Linked DNA regions of Ovis aries: region 1 is linked to region 2. A link is a contact called in public Hi-C data. All regions are on one chromosome and are shown on one strand. The core of a region is the stretch at or near the end of the contact, and the rest is flanking DNA. Distances in the headings are between cores, read along the strand shown.

Region 1 (4,918 bases), core at 476-2,975, 1.5 Mb before region 2:
GCAGTTTGCATTCCCGGCAGATCGAAGCTCCCTGCTGATCGATTATTTGATAATTGATTTTCCCCGCAGCCAATGCGCGGCAGCCTTGGCAAGGGCGCCTTCTGATTGGTCGAGCCCTCCTCCCGGCTGCCTACCGAGATTTGGGTGAGCTCATTTTCCAGTCGACCGCAGGGGGAGTTTTCTGCGAGGTTTCTGTCGAGGGAGGAAAAAAAAAAATCCTGCTCCGAGCCGAGCGAGCTGCGAGCCCTGCTCCGGGATGTGAGGTTTCCAGCCCGCTGGTCGAGCGGCTACGACTGAGCCATCTCGGCATATCAGAGCCGGGCGGGCAGAAAAATGAAAATGGCACCACTAAATACAATAATAAAAGACAGGTTTAGAGTGGGAGAATAAAGAAAAGGAATTTTCTTGTTTAAACTGGAGAATAGGTATTTAAAAGGAGAAAGTTCACACTAGTGGCTGGTTGGGGCCTCCGAGTTGTGGGTAGGGGCAGCTTTTTGTCTGAAATTTCAACCCCTGAAGTGAATTTCTTTTTCTTTGGCACTGGGAGTTTTTTCCCTGCGCCGGACTGGGGACTGAAAAGCGGAGTAAGGGTAAGAAGGTCCGGGAAGAAGAGCGCGGGGCGTCGCCGCGGAAAGAGCACGGCGGAGGCCGGAGCCCCTCGGCGCCTCGAAGACAAAGGCGGCGCGGCTGTAGCCCTAGCCGAGCGCGCCGACCCCGCCGCGCCGCGCCGCGCCCTGGGCGCACGGCCGTCTCTTCGGGAGCCGGTCGGAGAAAGAGCTTCACTCCCCGCGGCTCCTGACCCGGGCTCCATCCGCGAGGTCTGGGCTGCTCCGAGCCCGAGTCGGGTTTCGCTTTCCAGCGATCATAAATAGCTTCGTGTTTGTAAACAGGCGCTGGGGGCACATTCCCGGCTCTCGGCTCATTGTTCCCTCCCTTCCTCTCTCACTTCGCGCAGGACGCCGGGGCTGGGGCTGGGGCCTCCGGGACTAGGAGATGGGGAGGTTCAGACCCCCAGAATGAGAAAAGACAAGCATTTGCTTTCTCGGGGCGAGTGTCCACCTCTGACAGCAAAAACAAAACAAAACAAAACAAAAAACTCTTAAGCTAGATCTGCAGAAAGCCCCAGCCATCCCCACCCCACGTTCTCAGAACTCCTAAGCAGACCCTTTCGCAGCCTTGCTCCTGCTCTCCTCTTCCTCTTCGCTCTCGGTTTGACTTTTATACGTGGAGTATTGGTTCTAAGAATCCACTACTTTCTGCATCAGCCCCCCCCCCCTCCGACCCGAAAAACACAGTCAGACCCCAATAATTTCGAGGAAAGTCAGGAAGTCTATCCGCCGAACCCTGTGCAAAAAACACTCCCGCTGCGGTTTGTCCCGCGTTTATTCCCGGTTTATTTCAAGAGAGCTTTGGGGAGAGAGTCTGGAGGGGGAGGGAGAGAAAAGAATACGGAAAATAAAACCGGCGGCGGGGGGCTTCTGCCTGCGCTTGTGCGCGTGTGCCCTGGGTGTGTGGGTGTTTGTGCCTGGGCGTGCGATTTAATGGAGCGCCTTTCTGCCTCTCCAGTGCGGCCAGAGCTCGCTTCGCGCACCCACCCCTGCCGAGGAGTCTACTTGCTGCAGCCCAATGCATTGTGTAAGACGCGACCTGTTATGGCCACCACTACTTCCGGGTTCTAGCATTCTGGTCGGAATCCACCTCTCCGCCTGTGCAACACACACTTTACACACGCACGGGGACTGCAAGCGGGCAGCATCGATCGTGGCTCCTTTAAGACAAACTCAGACAGACATTTTTTTTAAACCTCCTCCTCTAATCTCCCTCCAGTGCAGCAGTTGCAAAGACGGAGAGAGAGAGAGAGAGAAAGAGAGAGCGAGCGAGAGAAGAGAGAAACTGATTAGGAATTAGGACTGATTCAAGGGAAGCGAACGCTAGGGCTTTGTGCATTTGAATATTCACATTTGAGGTGTTCTGACCAGAAGAAGACAGAGCGGATGATCATTCATTCACCACGTTGACAACCTCGCCTGTGATTGACAGCCGGAGTGGCAGAAAGCCATGAGATTTGGTAGTTGGGTCTGAGGGGCGCGCTTTTTTTTTTTTTTAACTGATTTTTTGGGGAGAGAAGATCTGCTTTTTTTTTTTTTTTTTCCTTGCCCCTGCTGCTGTCTTGGAAACGGAGCGCTTTTATGCTCAGTGACTCGGGCGCTTTGCTTCAGGTCCCGTAGACCGAAGATCTGGGACCAGTAGCTCACGTTGCTGGAGACGTTAAGGGATTTTTCGTCGTGCTTTTTTTTTTTTTTTTTTCCGGGGGAGTTTACGTATTTGTTTCTTTTCACACTGGCCTTAAAGAGGATATATTAGAAGTTGAAGTAGGAAGGGAGCCAGGGAGGCCGATGGCGCAAAGGGTACGTATTAAAAAACAATTGTGGAACTCAAATGTGAGATTAAATTGAAACGTGGCTGAAAGACACTGCTAAAAAGTTTCCTTTTTTCTCTGTCTTTTTTTGAATGAGGCTCCTAAAGCCGTGGCCTAAAGCAAGAGGATTTAGTCAATGCATTTGTAGACTTATGCATGTTACATGTAATTGTTAATTCAAGTAATCAAGTTTCCTATAGGTTCCTAACCAGCAGCTATATAAATAAAAATACAAGCTCGGACAATCATCTGTTTAAAAATCAAAAAGCGCTGGATACTTGATGTTATATAGCCTGAACATTCAAGGAGCAGAAGTTTAAAGCTATTTTTAAACTAAAATAAGCAGTGAGAAACTTCTGATATGTTATTGATTATGCTCTTTAATATCACTGGAAGGGTTTAGCATTTTTAAGCAAATAACTGTCATAGTACAACAGTTTTGGGGGGGGTCGGAAAGCATTCATCTTTTTAAAGTAATTTTAATGTACGTGACTTTTTATACAAGGTAATATTTTGTAAGTTTTTCTTAGCAAAGCCCTACACTAATTGGATACTAAGCACACAACTATTCACTTTAAAAATGCAATACTAATTTCCCCAATATTCCTATTTGAATGGAAATGTAGTGAGAGTAAAGTGAGACAATGACAACCCAACAGAGGTAGTTTCTTTAAAGAAAGGGGATCTACAAAAAGCCTTCCTTGCATAAATTGTGCCCTGGCCCTCAAAGCGCTGTTTGCAAAAGAAAGTTACTAGGCTGACACATTTTTTCTTTACTCCTTTGGTTCAGGCAAATGTCAGCGTTCTTCCAAACTCTTTTCACACCTCTGGCTTTAAGGAGATGAAAGTGGCAATTCCTCTTTGAAAATCATTTCACTCTCGGTGCCTCCAAATCTTGGGAAAAGAACTTGCCTGAAATGAAGCAATGAGAAAAACCTCAATAGCTAAATTTTGCACACAAAAATAATGACAATATGAAAGTAGTTTTTCTGGAGAAGGAAGATGGGGGGGTGGTAGAATGAATGTGCATTTACTTTTAAATTTGCTTTAAACCTGATGACTAACATCTACCTCACTGCCTTCTAGTTTAGGGAGAAAGTTCATAGCAGTAGAAAAAATGTAGTGTAACTGCTCCAACTATACATTTTCTTTTAACTCGGGGGTAATATTGGCTAATTCTAAATTCAGCCCTAATGTCCAAGAGAAGTTACCCTTCTCTGAGTTTCATTTATAAAGGGGGCAGTTAGTTTTGTATGATTTTGCAGAGTTTGTCTTGGAGAGCAAAGGAAATGCAGTGTCTTGCAGGACTGCCTAACCCCACGCTGGCAGGGAAATAAAATGAGAAGCCTGTCTGAATTCACGTGCTTGGCTTAGCTGTTCTCATCGTAACTTTTTTTTTTTTTAATTCTCCCTGATGGGAAGGGGCTGTGAAACTAGGCAGGTTTGTTGCACTGTCCTGGCACGTTTTATTATTGTGATTTTGAATTTCCTCCTCTAGAGACATGCACAATTTACCTTCCGCCCTCCGGGAGAATGCCTCCCTTTCTTCCTTCTTTCTTCCTTCCTTCCTTGCCAAAGGATCCTGAATTTCTGACTAGTTGATAGGGACACAAGTTAGGGCAAGACCATTCCATCTAGCCGAGTCTCACTGAGAATCCTAGAATTTTTACCTTAAAAAAAATTTTTTTTTTAATGAGAAATCTCCATTACAGAGAGGCCAGGCCCCCGAATTCGGGGTTAAGGATCCAGCTGGACTGACGTTGTATAAGCTCCGTGCCCTGCTGTCTGCCCTATGTGCCTGCCTGGCCTTCTGAATCTTGTTTCTCTCCCGTTTGTCATGCAGTACGACGATCTTCCCCATTACGGGGGCATGGATGGAGTAGGCATTCCCTCCACGATGTATGGGGACCCGCATGCGGCCAGGTCCATGCAGCCCGTCCACCACCTGAACCACGGGCCTCCTCTGCACTCGCATCAGTATCCGCACACAGCCCACACCAACGCCATGGCTCCCAGCATGGGTTCCTCGGTCAATGACGCTTTAAAGAGAGATAAAGATGCCATTTATGGGTAGGTACGACGGGCAGCAGGTTCAGCAGTTTCGAGGCGAGGCTTTCTTTCCCCATTTCCCTTTGCCCTCGATAGGAGGAAAGTCAGAGCTCTCTGGATTTGGAGGTACATTATTCGGTGACTTTTCATTCTCTTTGCATGGAGATTGGGGGAGGCGGCCAGCCCAGACGCCCCCCGCCCCCGTCTCCGCTCAGGCTCCGGGCGGGTCCAGTGTCCAGCTCCTCCGAGGCCATGCCCGCGGAGGGGTCGCCGTGCGGAAGTTGCCAAAGGTCCCTCGGCCTCCCACCACCCCCCGCAGACTCCGGCTCCGTAGTTCAGCGGGTTGGAGTCCTCACTTGCTCGACTTCTCGGGGAGAGTGTTGGGGATTTCTAAACGTAGGCGCCTTTGTGTTGCAACGAAACTTTTAGTTTAAAGGAAAATCTTTTAAG
Region 2 (4,695 bases), core at 1,523-4,022:
CAGCTGTCACATGATCCAGCATGGCAATAACTCATAAACTGAGGGGATCTGACTGTTGGACTTGGCAGACTTTCTAAAAGATACCTACCCCATTAACACCTTCAAGTTATTGAAGGGTGAAGAAATGTACATAAATTACAAATTAGTCTAAAACTAGGTATATCTTACACATGTCTAGACCACAGCAATCAGGAATTTAAATGTTACAGGTTGAAACATTCTGCTCTGCAATGATAAAAATAAGTTCATTTGATATAGTCATCTAAAGAGGCCGTGAGGGGCAACATCCCAGAATCAGCCTTATAAGAAGATGGAACATTTATGTGGGGGGATTTAGGGGAGCTTCTGATGGTGGACGGATTGTCCAGGGAAAATAACAGGGACAAGAGGGGTGCAAAAGTAAAGAGAATACACTGTTAAAAAAGAGGTAGCTGGAAATTCCCTGGCAAGTGGTTAGGACTCCATGCTCTCACTGCTGAGGACAAGGGTTCAATCCCTGGTCAGGGAAATAAGATTCCACAAGCCACAGAGCACACCCCTCCAAAACAAGAACCAAAATGATCTAAAATTGCAAAAGAAGGTAGCCGTTACAGCCTGAAAAATAAATTGCCTTTTTTGAAAATTCTTCTGGGAAACAATATGATATTATATATTAAAAAGCCTCAAGTATTCATAGGCTGAGGACTTATCTCCATTAAATATTGCCCCCCAAAGAAAGAATTTATGGCATTGTAGTATTATTTGTAATAGTGAAAAATCATGCGCATTCTAAATTTCCAAGAATAAGGAAAGAAATATGTAAATTGTGATGTATCTACTTGGAAGACTGTAGATGTACAGAAAGCGGTGAATATAAAGATGAGGTGATAACTTGGAAAAGTGCATATGAAAGGATGCCAACCCCCCAAAAGCAAATAATCAACTTATATGAATATTAGGATTAACTCATATTAAAATATGTTTCCATAGAACACAGCAAATAAGGAATCCTTATAACTGAAAATACTTATAAGAGAAAGTCTATTTTAGAGAATTTATATGATGGCACTATAGTATTTACAAAATATATTTTTTTAATTTCTTATATTAAAGTTGGTGCTAATGGTAAAGAATCCACCTGCCAATGCAGAAGACACAAGAGATGCAGGTTCCATCCCTGGGTCGAGAAGATCCCCTGGAGAAGAGCATGGTAACCCACTCCAGTATTCTTGCCCAGAGAATTCCATGGACCAAGGAGCCTAGCGGGCTACAGTCCATAGGCCTGCAAAGAGTTGGACTCAGCTGAAGTAACTTCACACACCTAGTTGATTTACAATATTGTGTTAAGTTTCTGCTGTACAGCAAAGTGATTACATATATACAGTACAGTTATACAGATATATAATTTTTTCTATTCTTTTTCATTATGATTTCTCACAGAATATTGAATACAGTTCCCTGTGCTATACAGTAGGACCTTGTTGTTTATCCAATCTAGGTATAATAGTTTGCATCTGCTAACCCCAAACTTCCAATCCATCCCTCCCCCAGCTCCCCTTCCCTCTGGCAACCACAAGCCTATTCTCTGTGTCTGTGGGTCTGCTTCTGTTTCTAGGTAAGTTCATTTGTGCTATATATATAATATACTTTTTTAAGTTACATTCAGCGAGCCCTATTTATTTCCCATCTTCAGCCTCTAGTCCTCACCTAGAATGCGGTCTTTTGCTCAGAAATGTAATTTCTAGTAATGAGCTGAAATTTCTGCTCCCCTAGGAAATCCACCAACACCCCAACTCTCGGTGAGCATGACCCCCTCTATGGTAGGAGCCTGCCTTTTCTTCTGTTGTGCCTGAAGACGACTTGACAAGTCAGAAACCAAAACGGATTTCTGGAAGCTCCAAACCAACCAAGAAAAAAGCCAGACACCCCCAGCGGCAGATGGTTTAGTTTTACAGTTTTTATTTATTTTCTCTGCACACCAGGAGAGGTTAGCAGATCTACTGGATGTCTCTGCTTTAGAAAATGTCTGGCAGTGTGGCATTCACACGGGGCGAAATGTCACATCTTTTGTCCCAGCTTTCCAGGGGATGCTCTATCAGGAGAATTTTATCAGTGCAATTAACACAAAGGCCCCCTTCTATCTTAAAAACACAGGCCTCAGAAAACTGTAAGATGAACTAGCCATTGTTTCTGCACTGCACAAAAACTCCCCCTCCCCCCAGTCCTCAACCCATTTATAGGGTTTTATTAAGGCTCATGGGTGCCCCTGACTTATTTATTTAGGAAACACTGTTATTGTCTTAATGTAAACAGAACTCAAGATCAGTTGACAGTCGGAATGGAGCAGCAGAAAGGTTTTTCAAAGGCGCCTCCTTGGAAAGGGGTCCCTGCATTCAGGCCCGGTTCCTGTATCATACTGCCAGCACTGTTCACAAAATAAACAAATGTTTGTTTTACAACATGGCAAAGGGGGCTCCCATTCAACGCTGGCCAGATATGAAAACAAACTTTCACATATAAGGGCTTTTGATACACATGACTTACTTGGATGACAAGGGGCTCGGCTGGGGAGTGCTTAAAGCTTATTAATATTGCACAAAAGACTTTTGTTTATCATTTCGCCGGACTGCCTGGGAATCACAAGACTCAAGCCGCCACCCGGCTGGTGTCCTAGCATTTCAGCAGCCGTAACGTGTGGAGATTGCGAAAGCACTACTGATTTGGAGCCAAAAACAAACTCTCCGCAGACCCAGGTGAAAGAACTCCGAGCTGCTGGCGTCTGAGAACCAGAGTTGGAATTTCAGCGAGTGAAGTGACAAGAGCTCCCCCTACAGGTGAAAAAGTGAACACCTTGCACCTTCCTGTTTGGAGGGGGTAAAAACTTCCTTCCAGGAAAAGTGAAATCTAGAGCCTGCCTAATTTAGGAATATTTCCCCTTCTGTTCAAAAGGCCTGGTTCTCCAGCAGCCCTGAGGGTCTTCTTTTAAGCTGACCATTTGCATTCCTGGAATGTCTTAAGAGATGTTAGCTCTCTGAGCAGAAATGTAAGTGTATGAGGGTGAAAACTCAGGATCAAAACACCAATTCTTTTTTTTTTAATTGGAGGATAATCGCTTTATAATATTGGGTTGGTTTCTGCCATACATCAACATGAATCAGCCTTAGGTATACATATGTCCCCTCCCTCTTGAACCTCCCTCTTAAACCTCCCTCCCACCTCCCACTCCATCCCACCCCTCTAGGTTGTCACAGAGCACCAGGTTTGAGATCCCTGTGTCAAACAGCAAATTCCCACTGACCATCTATTTTACATATGGTAAAAAAAGAAAAAATCAGTTCTTTAGGCACAGGTCTGTTTAGCTGGGAAGGGAACTGTGTAAATCTGACACAACCACCCTGCTTTAGGCCCATTCTGCTAAAACAGAGGCCACCAGTCACATGTGGCTACTGTTCACTTAAATATGGCCAGCTTAAACTGAGATAGGCTGCAAAACAATGTCACATATCTTGGCAATTTCCTACACTCATCACCTGCTGAAATGATAATATGTGGATTATACTGGGTTAAACAAGATCTATTAATTTCACCTATTTCTTTTCATATTTTATAATGTGGCTACTAAAAAATTTTAAATTAAATACACATCTTATGCATTACACTGTATTTCTATTGTGGCATATTATAGAATTACTTCAGGCTTATAAAATAATAATAAATTTTGACTCTATGAAATTAGCAGTCTGTGCTGGGTGAGCTGATTTTTTTTTCTTGAGTACATTTATTCAACCCAGAGACCCTGAATCTCCTACTACTTGCTACCCTGCAATTTTAAGTTTGTTATATTTAAAGTCTCAACAAAAGGAAAGTAAAGTCTTCAGTTTGGGTTAAATTCATATATAGTGAGAAAAGTTTTCAAAAGTAAGGATATATTGTCTCTATACAAACTCCTTCCTTCTTCTGGCCATAATTTATGTGTATTTAACTATAAATTATTCCAAGAGGAAGAAATTTCTTCTACCATAACAGTCTTGCAAAACTGTTTTCAAATCATTAGACAGCAAATATTTGTTTAATACCCCCCCCATAACTGGCAACCTCACCCACCTAATCAATCCTACATGTAAGCAATATTTGGGATATGTGAAGTATATGTGATTATGTGAGTAATATGTGATCCTAAATAAGGTTGGACCAAACTCACCATCACGTTTATATGAAACTACTCAAAAGTCACTTACAGTGGGCAATGCTGTTGCCCTAATTTATGAGTTCGATTTCAATGATACCAGCAGCTGCCTTTGATAAATGCACTCAGATTTGGCCCACGGTTACCAAACCACACATAAAAGGAAAACCAGAAGAGAATATTTGGCCTTACCAGGTCTACTGCCTTAGATTTGTTCTAGGTTATTTTAGTCTCAGGAATGTGCCAAGATCCCACTGGAAGTTTAACTACCTCAGTGATGAGACAGCAATTTAGGAATTATAGAAATCTTTCTGAAATCGTTCCCTGAAATTTTTCCTTGAAACAAAGTCAAAGTGGAAAGAGCACTACAGAGCCCCTAGTAAACAGTCAAGAGGACACTGCTATAGCGAGTGGACCGAGGCCGTATCCCCTAGTCTTCCGAACCTTGCCAGCGCAGTGTCACTGAGCCAAACGTGGGTGAGATTAGCTAAGTGAATTGCAGCTACCATCTTTGAGATTACAGATGAAGT

The links. Hi-C and Micro-C count contacts between places; a contact is called where the count stands out from the background.
Region 1: a contact with region 2 is called in a Hi-C map of tail adipose tissue, with 7 times the contacts expected there. The contact joins the promoter of MEIS1 here to the enhancer-like site in region 2. A contact is called at or near these places in 3 of 16 Hi-C or Micro-C datasets (hypothalamus, muscle and tail adipose tissue).

Annotation. Positions count from the first base shown.
Region 1 is chr3:41,932,849-41,937,766 of ARS-UI_Ramb_v3.0, reverse strand. MEIS1 (Meis homeobox 1) reads left to right here and starts at 1,725. Exons shown (of 11, transcript XM_060413859.1): 1 at 1,725-2,408; 2 at 4,263-4,489. The coding sequence starts at 2,397.
Region 2 is chr3:40,436,183-40,440,877 of ARS-UI_Ramb_v3.0, reverse strand. No RefSeq gene overlaps it. Among named protein-coding and RNA genes, the nearest start is that of TRNAS-GGA, 110 kb to the right of the region's middle. Within about 2 kb of position 2,772, at least 17 of the 54 cell types and tissues checked have an H3K27ac peak or open chromatin away from gene starts, as enhancers often do. A contact at or near this core is called in hypothalamus and tail adipose tissue, where this site is marked.